2 separate regions of the Mus musculus genome follow, and region 1 is linked to region 2. A link is a contact called in public HiChIP or PLAC-seq data. All regions are on one chromosome and are shown on one strand. The core of a region is the stretch at or near the end of the contact, and the rest is flanking DNA. Distances in the headings are between cores, read along the strand shown. Region 1 overlaps Sik2 (salt inducible kinase 2). Region 2 holds the start of Ppp2r1b (protein phosphatase 2, regulatory subunit A, beta).

Evidence for each region. HiChIP or PLAC-seq counts read pairs in DNA pulled down with a chosen protein or histone mark.
Region 1: a contact with region 2 is called in an H3K4me3 HiChIP or PLAC-seq map of fetal liver, with 2.4 times the contacts expected there. The contact joins the enhancer-like site here to the promoter of Ppp2r1b in region 2. A contact is called at or near these places in 1 of 484 Hi-C or Micro-C datasets (bone marrow-derived dendritic cells), 2 of 115 datasets of contacts at active chromatin or transcription factors (bone marrow-derived macrophages and fetal liver) and 3 of 9 other capture datasets (adipose tissue, liver and pancreatic islet).

The regions. Positions count from the first base shown.
Region 1 is chr9:50,922,232-50,926,584 of GRCm38.p6, reverse strand. All of the region lies in intron 4 of Sik2 (salt inducible kinase 2), which reads left to right. Among named protein-coding and RNA genes, the nearest start is that of Gm25558, 36 kb to the right of the region's middle. Within about 2 kb of position 1,819, at least 15 of the 459 cell types and tissues checked have an H3K27ac peak or open chromatin away from gene starts, as enhancers often do. A contact at or near this core is called in fetal liver, where this site is marked.
Region 2 is chr9:50,854,476-50,859,119 of GRCm38.p6, reverse strand. Ppp2r1b (protein phosphatase 2, regulatory subunit A, beta) reads right to left here and starts at 2,196. Exons shown (of 15, transcript NM_028614.3): 1 at 2,022-2,196; 2 at 1,194-1,284; 3 at 169-269. The coding sequence starts at 2,135.

The sequences.
Region 1 (4,353 bases), core at 570-3,069, 68 kb before region 2:
TGATGATTCCAATATAACTTCAGGTTTTCAGAAAATAACTATAACTCAGAACTGGAGAGATGGCTCAGCAGCAAAACACACCCAGTACCCATGCCAGACAACTCACAGCTACCTATAACTTCAGCTCCAAAGGACCTAGCATCCTCTTTTAGACTCTGCAGGCACCATATGCACAATACACATATACAAATATGTACAATATTTAAAAATAATAAAACAAATCCTTTTTTAAGAAAGAAAAATTACCACAATCCAAACAAGACTCCATGTGCAGTGCTGAGTCTGAGTAGGCAGAGCAGATACAGGCTCTGCTGATGCCATTGCATCTGCCCGCTTGGGTAGACTGACCTCTCCAGTCAGAGCTCCTGATGGCTTGCTTAGGCATGATTGTGTTTTTCAGGGACAGTGTGTAGAGGTTGATGATTATTTAGACGAGGAGGCAATACAGTGTAGTAGGTGAGAAGTAGGCTGCTGGGGAATGAATCCTTACTAGCTTACTGACCTTGGAGACATTGTCTCGCCTTCCTGTTCTCGGTTTCCTTATCTGGAAAGGGGGAATGGCACAGACTCTTATCACATAGTGGCTGTTACATGAATTAATATTTGCAGAGTACTTAAAACTGCGCCTGGTACTTGGTCCTGTTCAAGTGTTTGTAAATTATTGTTAGTTAAGTCTCTTGGCACCATGTAAATACTTAATAAAAGGTGACTGCTACTTATGTTCAATGCATAATTGCTCCATTGAAACAAAGCTGTAAAACTTTGATAATCAACTAACCTCCTTCAGCACATTAAAACAAACAAACCTTCCTAGGCAAATGGTTGGACCTGGAGGGCATCATCCTGAGTGAGGTAACCCAATCACAAAAGAACTCACATGATATGTACTCACTGATAAGTGGATATTAGCCCAGAAACTTAGAATACCCAAGATATAAGTTACAATTTGCAAAACACATGAAACTCAAGAAGAACGAAGACCAAAGTGTGGACACTTTGCCCCTCCTTAGAATTGGGAACAAAACACCCATGGAAGGAATTACAGAGACAAAGTTTGGAGCTGAGACAAAAGGATGGACCATCTAGAGACTGCCATATCCAGGGATCCATCCCATAATCAGTGTCCAAACGCTGACACCATTGCATACACTAGCAAGATTTTGCTGATAGGACCCTGATATAGCTGTTTCTAGTGAGACTACGCCGGGGCCTGGCAAACACAGAAGTGGATGCTCACAGTCAGCTATTGGATGAATCACAGGGCCCCCAATGGAGGAGCTAGAGAAAATACCCAAGGAGCTAAAGGGATCTGCAACCCTATAGGGGGAACAACATTATGAACTAACCAGTACCCCGGAGCTCTTGACTCTAGCTGCATATGTATCAAAAGATGGCCTAGTCGGCCATCACTGGAAAGAGAGGCCCATGGGACTTGCAAACTTTATATGCCCCAGTACAGGGGAACGCCAGGGCCAAAAAGTGGGAGTGGGTGGGTAGGGGCGTGGGGGGGAGGGTGGGGACTTTTGGGATAGCATTGGAAATGTAAATGAGGAAAATACCTAATAAAAAAAACCTTTAAAAACATAAAAATAAAAATAAAACAAATAAACCAAAAAGTCACCTGGCTTTAAAGCCTTACTGAGGCAGATAGTAAAGGAGCAAGGGGGTGCATCATTGAAATTACCTGTCTGGTTACATCTCCCCTGAGCAAAACCTTAAGTGTAATTAGTAATGTCAAGTTAGCTAGCTTAGTGTGACCTGTGTGTCATGTCACTTATCTGAGCTCAGAAGGAAGGAAGGTTTCTTTTCTGACTTGTTTGGTGGCTTATCACCTCTGCCACTGCTTCTACAGCTTTCCATTTACTTACTAGAAGGCCTTGAGATAAGGTTTCCATGGGTACAGTTTCAGTCTTCTGTCCTACAAATGAGAAAGAATGGAGATGAAAAGGGGATTTATTAAAAGATACTTGTTGACCTTCTTCCTTTCATTATCCCACTATCTTCCTGCCACAGGTATCATAGTAATGGGAAGATAGCCTTGCAGTGCAAGCAGGATGACACACCCATTTATCAGTCCTGCTTTGCAGGCTCAGTTCATCAAACCTGCATAGGTCTTCATTGATGTTGTTCTTCCCACCCTTTCTCCATGAAGCTAAGGATTATCATTTCTTTGTTTCTTGGATCTTAGATTCCCTGATTGGGCACAGTTAGATGGTTCTAAATGGTTCACACTGGTCTGAGGATAATGTTTCATCCTAGCTTTGGTGCCTTCCTGTCAGACAGTAACTGATGATTGGAGATAAATGAGGCTTTTTCTCGCTGATGAGCAGCAAACTATACATTGTAGTCAGTATTGGCTAATGGGGTTGCAGTCTGTATGATGAGTCAGCTGAGTTCCTGTCACACTCCTACCTTTTATTTGTCAACATTTATTTCCTTGTGATTGTCTTCCTCACTCCTATTTATGATAATTACAAATGTGTACCCTTTCATCAGGCTGGATAGCCTAATTCTATTGATCATTTAAGAAAGACGAAATTTATACAGAAAACCCCTATCTCGAAAAACCAAAAAAAAAAAAACAAAAAAAAAAACAAAAAAGAAAGATGAAATTTAACCCTCAAACAGTCTGCTTCTCAGCAAGAGAATTATTTTTAATTTTTAAAATCACATTGATGTGTGTGTGTGTGTGTGCATGTGTGTGTGTGTGTGTGTGTGGTGTGCATGTGCGTGTGTGTATGTGGTGTGCGTGTGTGTGTGTGTGGTGTGCATGTGTGTGTGTGTGTGTGGTGTGCATGTGTGTGGTGTGTGTGTGTGTGTGTGTGGTGTGCATGTGTGTGGTGTGTGTGTGGTGTGTGTGTGTGTGTGGTGTGTGTGTGTGTGTGTGGTGTGCGTGTGTGTGTGTGTGGTGTGCATGTGTGTGTGTGTGTGTGTGGTGTGCATGTGTGTGTGTGTGTGTGGTGTGCATGTGTGTGGTGTGTGTGTGTGCGTGTGTGTGTGTGTGTGTGTGGTGTGCATGTTTGTGTGTGTGTGGTGTGCATGTGTGTGTGTGGTGTGCATGTGTGTGTGTGTGTGGTGTGCATGTGTGTGTGTGTGGTGTGCATGTGTGTGTGTGTGTGGTGTGCATGTGTGTGGTGTGTGTGTGTGTGTGTGTGTGTGTGTGTGTGTGTGTGTGTGTGTGTGTTGTACTGAAAAGGGAAGGGAAAGTGCAAGTCTGGAGGTCAAAGCACAACTTGGAAGAATCAGTTCTCAGCTTCCACTGGGTCCTGATAGGTCAGAAGGCTTGGCATCAGGAAACTTTACCCACAGAGCCATCGCATCAGCCAAATAACTTTTGTAAAATTATAAATTAGACATATCACACTGTTAGAGAGTAAAACTGCCTGAGTTGTGATACATAAAAATTATTTACTTTTTCTTGGCTTAAAGTAGAGATAGGGTTTGTTTACTTAATTATTTTTCATTCTTTAAAAAAAATGACTTAGATTACTAAACAGTATCTCCTTAGTTAAAAAAGAAACACTGAAATGTTTGGTAAGTATTATTTTATAGCAATAAGTGCTGGCCAGCAGTTAATCCACTTATGCTGTCATCTGTTCCTTGATAAAGCTCAAACTCGAAGCATCACTTCAGAGCTGGCTAGAGGGACAGAAGCTCAGGCCCTGCTGAACCCGAAGCTGCACTGTAGCTGTTTCCAGCTGCATTCGCTGTTTGGTCTATTTCATTACTTTATTCTTACAAACAATAGAAATCTCTCCTGTGCTTGGTGTTCCCATTAGGCAGTAATCAAAAACAGTTTATTTACTCTTTATATGACGTTTTTATTACTAAAGCAGTAGCTGATAGTACCTAATGATGCGTAGACACTGGTAAATCATACTGTTTATCATGATAGCAGTAGTGATTTTTGTTGTCAGGAAAATAAAGGTCATTCATCTTTCAAAACACAGCAGAAGACACCAAGAGTTCTAATATGTGACACTTGTGGGTTGTAACTGGTTAGATTAGAGACAGCTATATGACTCAGCTTCTGAGGCCCAGTTGGTTCCCATGAGTGTCAGTAGCTGATCTTTGATCCTATCTTTTGTAAATATTCAAACCATACATAAGCCAAGTGAGTGAGTGTGGATATATCAGGAAATCTTGAAGCTATTGTGAGAGTAAAGTTCAGAGTATTTGCTTTAGAATCACAGGGAGGGAAACAGGCATCATCTGCACATAATGAGGACAGAGTTGTTTGCATCAGGCGCTCTTAGAATGAATGTAGATTCCTAAAATGAAGGTAACTATGCATTAAAATACAAACATCCTAACTGCTTTTGGTCACATGGTAAGGTGCTATAATTAAACACC
Region 2 (4,644 bases), core at 947-3,446:
ACAAGCTTACATTCGGCTGGTAAGATCTAAGTCTTGTTAGTATTATTATTGTCATCTGCCCATAAGAAGTCTGCATAAAATGCTGCAATGTGCCTATCACCAGTTAATAAAGGCACTGTTGATCCTACAAAGTTCTAGAAGGAGCATAGACGATAGAAAAGTACTCACCAGCAGACAGTGGGCAAAGTCAGGACCGCCCACCAAACCAGTGAAATTTCCCAGCTGCTCGGCGAGAGCTAACAGCACCTCATCTTCATCATAAATAGTATCTGAAAACAACAACAGCTGGTTACCACAGGGGCAAGGGCCACTGCGCTGGCTCTCACAGAGCGGTTGCAACTAGAATCCTAAAAGCATTTTCATCCCTCTCTAAATCACAAGTCTTTTTTTGTCAGTTTTTTTATTAGATATTTTCTTTATATACATTTCAAATTTCAAATGCTATCCCGAAAGTTCCCTATACCCCCCACCCCCGCCCTGCTCCCCTACCCACCCACTCCCACTTCTTGGCCCTGGCGTTCCCCTGTACTGGGGCATATAAAGTTTGCAAGATCAAGGGGCCTCTCTTCCCAGTGATGGCCGACTAGGCCATCTTCTGCTACATATGCAGCTAGAGACACGAGCTCCGGGGGTACTGGTTAGTTCATATTGTTGTTCCACCTATAGGGCTGCAGACCCCTTCAGCTCCTTGGGTGCTTTCTCTAGCTCCTATATTGGAGCTATATTGGAGCTGTGTTCCATCTTATAGATGACTACCACAAGTCTTCCTGAATGTTTCACACAATTATTAAGAAACTCACATCCTGGAGCTGGAGAGATGGCTCAGTGGTTAAGGGCACTGGCTGCTCTTCCAGAGAAGCAGCGTTCAATGCCCAGCACCCACATGGCAACTTAACAACTGCCTATAACTCCAGTTCCAGGGGATCTGTCACTTTCACATGCAGGCAAAACACCAATGCATATAAAATAAATCATTTACAAAGAAATCCATATTTCACATCAATCACCTTCCCACTAGCTACACGGTTTATGTTTGAGTATGTCTGACTATATGTAGCATTTCTATACACCTTGCAGAAGGCAAGGCTCAGTCTAGTACTTATCGCTACTCTAGGTAACAAACTAAGAAAATTAAATAAAAATAGTTTAAAAGCCAATAGAAATGGAGCGTGTATCTTTCAAGGGACACAAACCTGTAAGGAAAGGCAGCAGTTCCGTTCGAGTCCTTTCTACCCCGAGTGCTAGAGCTATAGTTGATAACTTCTTAATACTGTTGAGACGGAGCTTTAAAAACAAAGTGGGAGGGAGAACAAAGCAAAGAGATGATTGCAATTCTGGTCAAAGAAGCAAATAGGTGAGATACTGGGACACAGTATAATGATGAATGAGCCTTTCACTTAGATCTTAATCCTAGGAAAACTCAAGGACCGTTTAACACGTCATTAGCCAGAAGCTATCTTAGGGAGAACACTGAAGGGCCGGGGAAGAAACGAATGAATGAAAACACGCGGACAATGAGAGGGTCTGAAAAGAGAGAACTCTGGATGGAGAGAAGTGGGTGAAAGAAACGGTTAAGCACAACTCCTCCCTTTTCAGGGAAAAGTTCTATCACAACTGATGCACCACTCATCTGGGTTAATCAGCCGCCGCGCTCTTTCCACCCAACCAGCCCAGCTAGTTTGCCCGGGGACGGACACTCCGCATCACTTCAAAGGGAACGGGGGCCGGGGGCCGCTCCTCCGCTCCCGGCGGCCCCGCAGCCCGCCTGCGCTGGTCCACCCGAGGTGCGAACCGGTTCCCCGCCCACTGCCGGGAGCAGATGGACGCCACCACCCCAGAGGGTCGGAGGAGGGCAGCGGAGCTGAGACGGACCACCGCGCACCCGCCGCCCCACGCCTCCGTCCCGGGGCTGAATACGACTCTGCCACCCCGGGGGTCGCCCCCAGGGCTGAGCCGGCCTTTCCGCTTCCCTACCATGTGCGCTTCCGCCCTCGCCTCGGCTCCCCAGCCCAGCCTAGTACCTGCACGTCCTCATTGCGGAGCTCGTCGATTAAAACCGCGATCGGGTAGAGCGAATCGTCTCCATCTCCACCCGCTGCCCCCGGACCGGACCCTGGCCCTGCTGCGCCCGCCATGTTCTTCCTCCTCTGGCTGGTCGCCGCCGAAGGCCCCGTGCCCAGACCACGCCCCGCGCTCAGGCCACGCCCCGCGCTCAGGCCACGCCCCACACACAAACAGGCGGGGCTAAATCCAATCAGCCGGCTCCGAGGAACTGATGGAATCAAGTTTTTTCCCTGCGCGTGGAGGCTCCGGCCTGACCCCCATTGCTGGAACTGGAGGTCTGAACTCCAGAAGAAGGGCGGGCCGAAAAAACCAATGGAACCCCTGCATCCTTTCCCCAGCCGAAAGAAACAAGGGCAGGGATTCATCGTCTCCTTGCTGTGCTCTGAAGGAGACGGGCCTTAATGATGGATGCCGAGCCTCAAGTAGAACTCAGAGACAGGCCAGGAGGAAGAAGCTTTAACACCTCCCCCTCCACCCCAACCTCCACCCCCACCCCCAGGCTTCATGCTGGCCCTGAGCCACTGGGTCTTGGTCTTAATTTCCCCTTGGGCGACAAGCCTCTACACGCGCGCGCGCGCGCACACACACACACACACACACACACACACACACACACACACCTTCCTCTGGCCTGTTTGCCAAAATCGTGGCTGGCTCCTGCTCCTTAAGACAAATAATGAGGGCGGTGAGAGAAAATGAACAGTGCTGTCCAAACTCCCCAGTCAATATTTTTTCCACGCAAGCTGTTCAAAACATGCTGCTCTCTTGTTTTTGTGTTTCTTTTCAGTGTGGTACTGGAATGGCGCCTTCTGTTGTATTGTCTTCTCTTTTTTTTTCCTTCTTTACCAAGAAGCACAACAACCTAACATAACTGGGCCCAGTTTTACTCACCCCAGTTCGGTGCGGGTGTAAACTGGCCTCCCTAGACCTCCAGGAGTCCCCCTAAAGGACTCCAGGAGGAGGTGGGCCTGGGCCTTTTTACACAGAACTTAATGGAAAATGTTCCACTTGCCCTATGGAATGGCACAAAGTAACTATCTCTCCTTTCGACTTAGATATAAGCAACTTAGATTGGTAGCTCTGTCACAAGTTCTCAGATGACACTATTTTGTGCCTTAAGGAAATTGTCATTAATAAATGCAACTTAGGAGGTAAGTTTTTTTTTTTTTCTTTTTAAAGCATGGGATGCCTACTAGGAGATAGCCTTTCATAGTCAAAGCTTGAGAACCAACAGACTTCAGTTTGCGGTTTTTGTTTTTTCAACTTCTGTCCACGAATGAATGCTTGAAGACTCTCGTTTTATTTTGATAATTTTTAGATTCACTTACTTAAGGCATGGTCTGGACTGCTGGGGTGGCTATCTTTTTTAATTACAAAAACTGTGTATATGTGTGGTATGTACACACATGAGCCACTGAACAAGTGTAGTCAGAGGACAGCTTGCGGAGTGGGTTATCTACTTCTACCAAGTGGGTTCCAGTAACTGAACTCTGGTTGTCAGGTTTGGTGACACATGCCTTTATCCACTGAGCCATCTAGCTGGCCCCCAGGGACTACCTGAATCAGCCCTGCACAGGATTTCAGCACCCGTATTTGCGTGAGTTTCAGCACAGCTTTCATTGTTCTGGGCTCCTAAGAAATGAACAGAGGTGGAAGCTAAATGAAAAATATGTTTTTATGCACAAAATGGAAGACAGAGGGTACCATGCAATTACAGTCTCAATGGCTCTAAACAAGGTAAAAAAAAAAAAAAAAAAAAAAAGGGGGAGAAACTGGAGGCATGAGCAGAGCAAAGCCTAGAGAAGCTGAGCTTGGGCCAGCAAGCCCAGACTCCCAAAGCGTGGCTTGGCTTTAGTGTCAGACACATTTGTCATACTAAATTACAAAAATATCAACATTATTGATTTTAATAATATTGGCCTTGTGGCTTCATGTATATTTAACTTGTAAATCTGGTTTTGTAGCTGTATAAAGACTAGTTTTAAGAGAACATAATGTTGGTTTATATTTGAAAATTTAAGTAACATTTAATAATTTGACTGAGTTCTCGGGATTTTTTTTTTTTTTTGTCTTTAAAAATGGATCCAGCCATGTTTAAGGGTTCATGCCTTTAACCCCAGCACGAGGAAGACAGAGAGGCAGGTGGGGGCTTTGTGAACTTGAAACCCGCCTGCTCTACATAGTGAGCTCCAGGTCACCCAAGGCTACAGACCTTGGAGTAAGACCCTGTCCCCCAACTCCCCAAAAAAGTACACCCAGGTGCATGCTCACAGTCTCAGTGCTTAGGAGACAGTGGCAAGAGAGCACAGACAGCTCTAGGCTGGCCAGGGTTCACAGAGAGACCCTGATGGGTCCAGCCAGGCACGGGATGCTCCAGCCTGTGATCCTGTCTGTACATGTCCAGCATGCTGCAGACACTACTCCGTCCCCCTCTAGGCCCTTATCTAAAATGTGTTCCAAAGTGATAGAAGCAAGCAAGCACAGAGAGGAGAGGACTAGTCAGTCCCACACTGTGACAGGCTCATAAACTTGACACACCGGCACTAAGGTAGTCTGCTTCAGAGTCAGCTGTAACCTGCT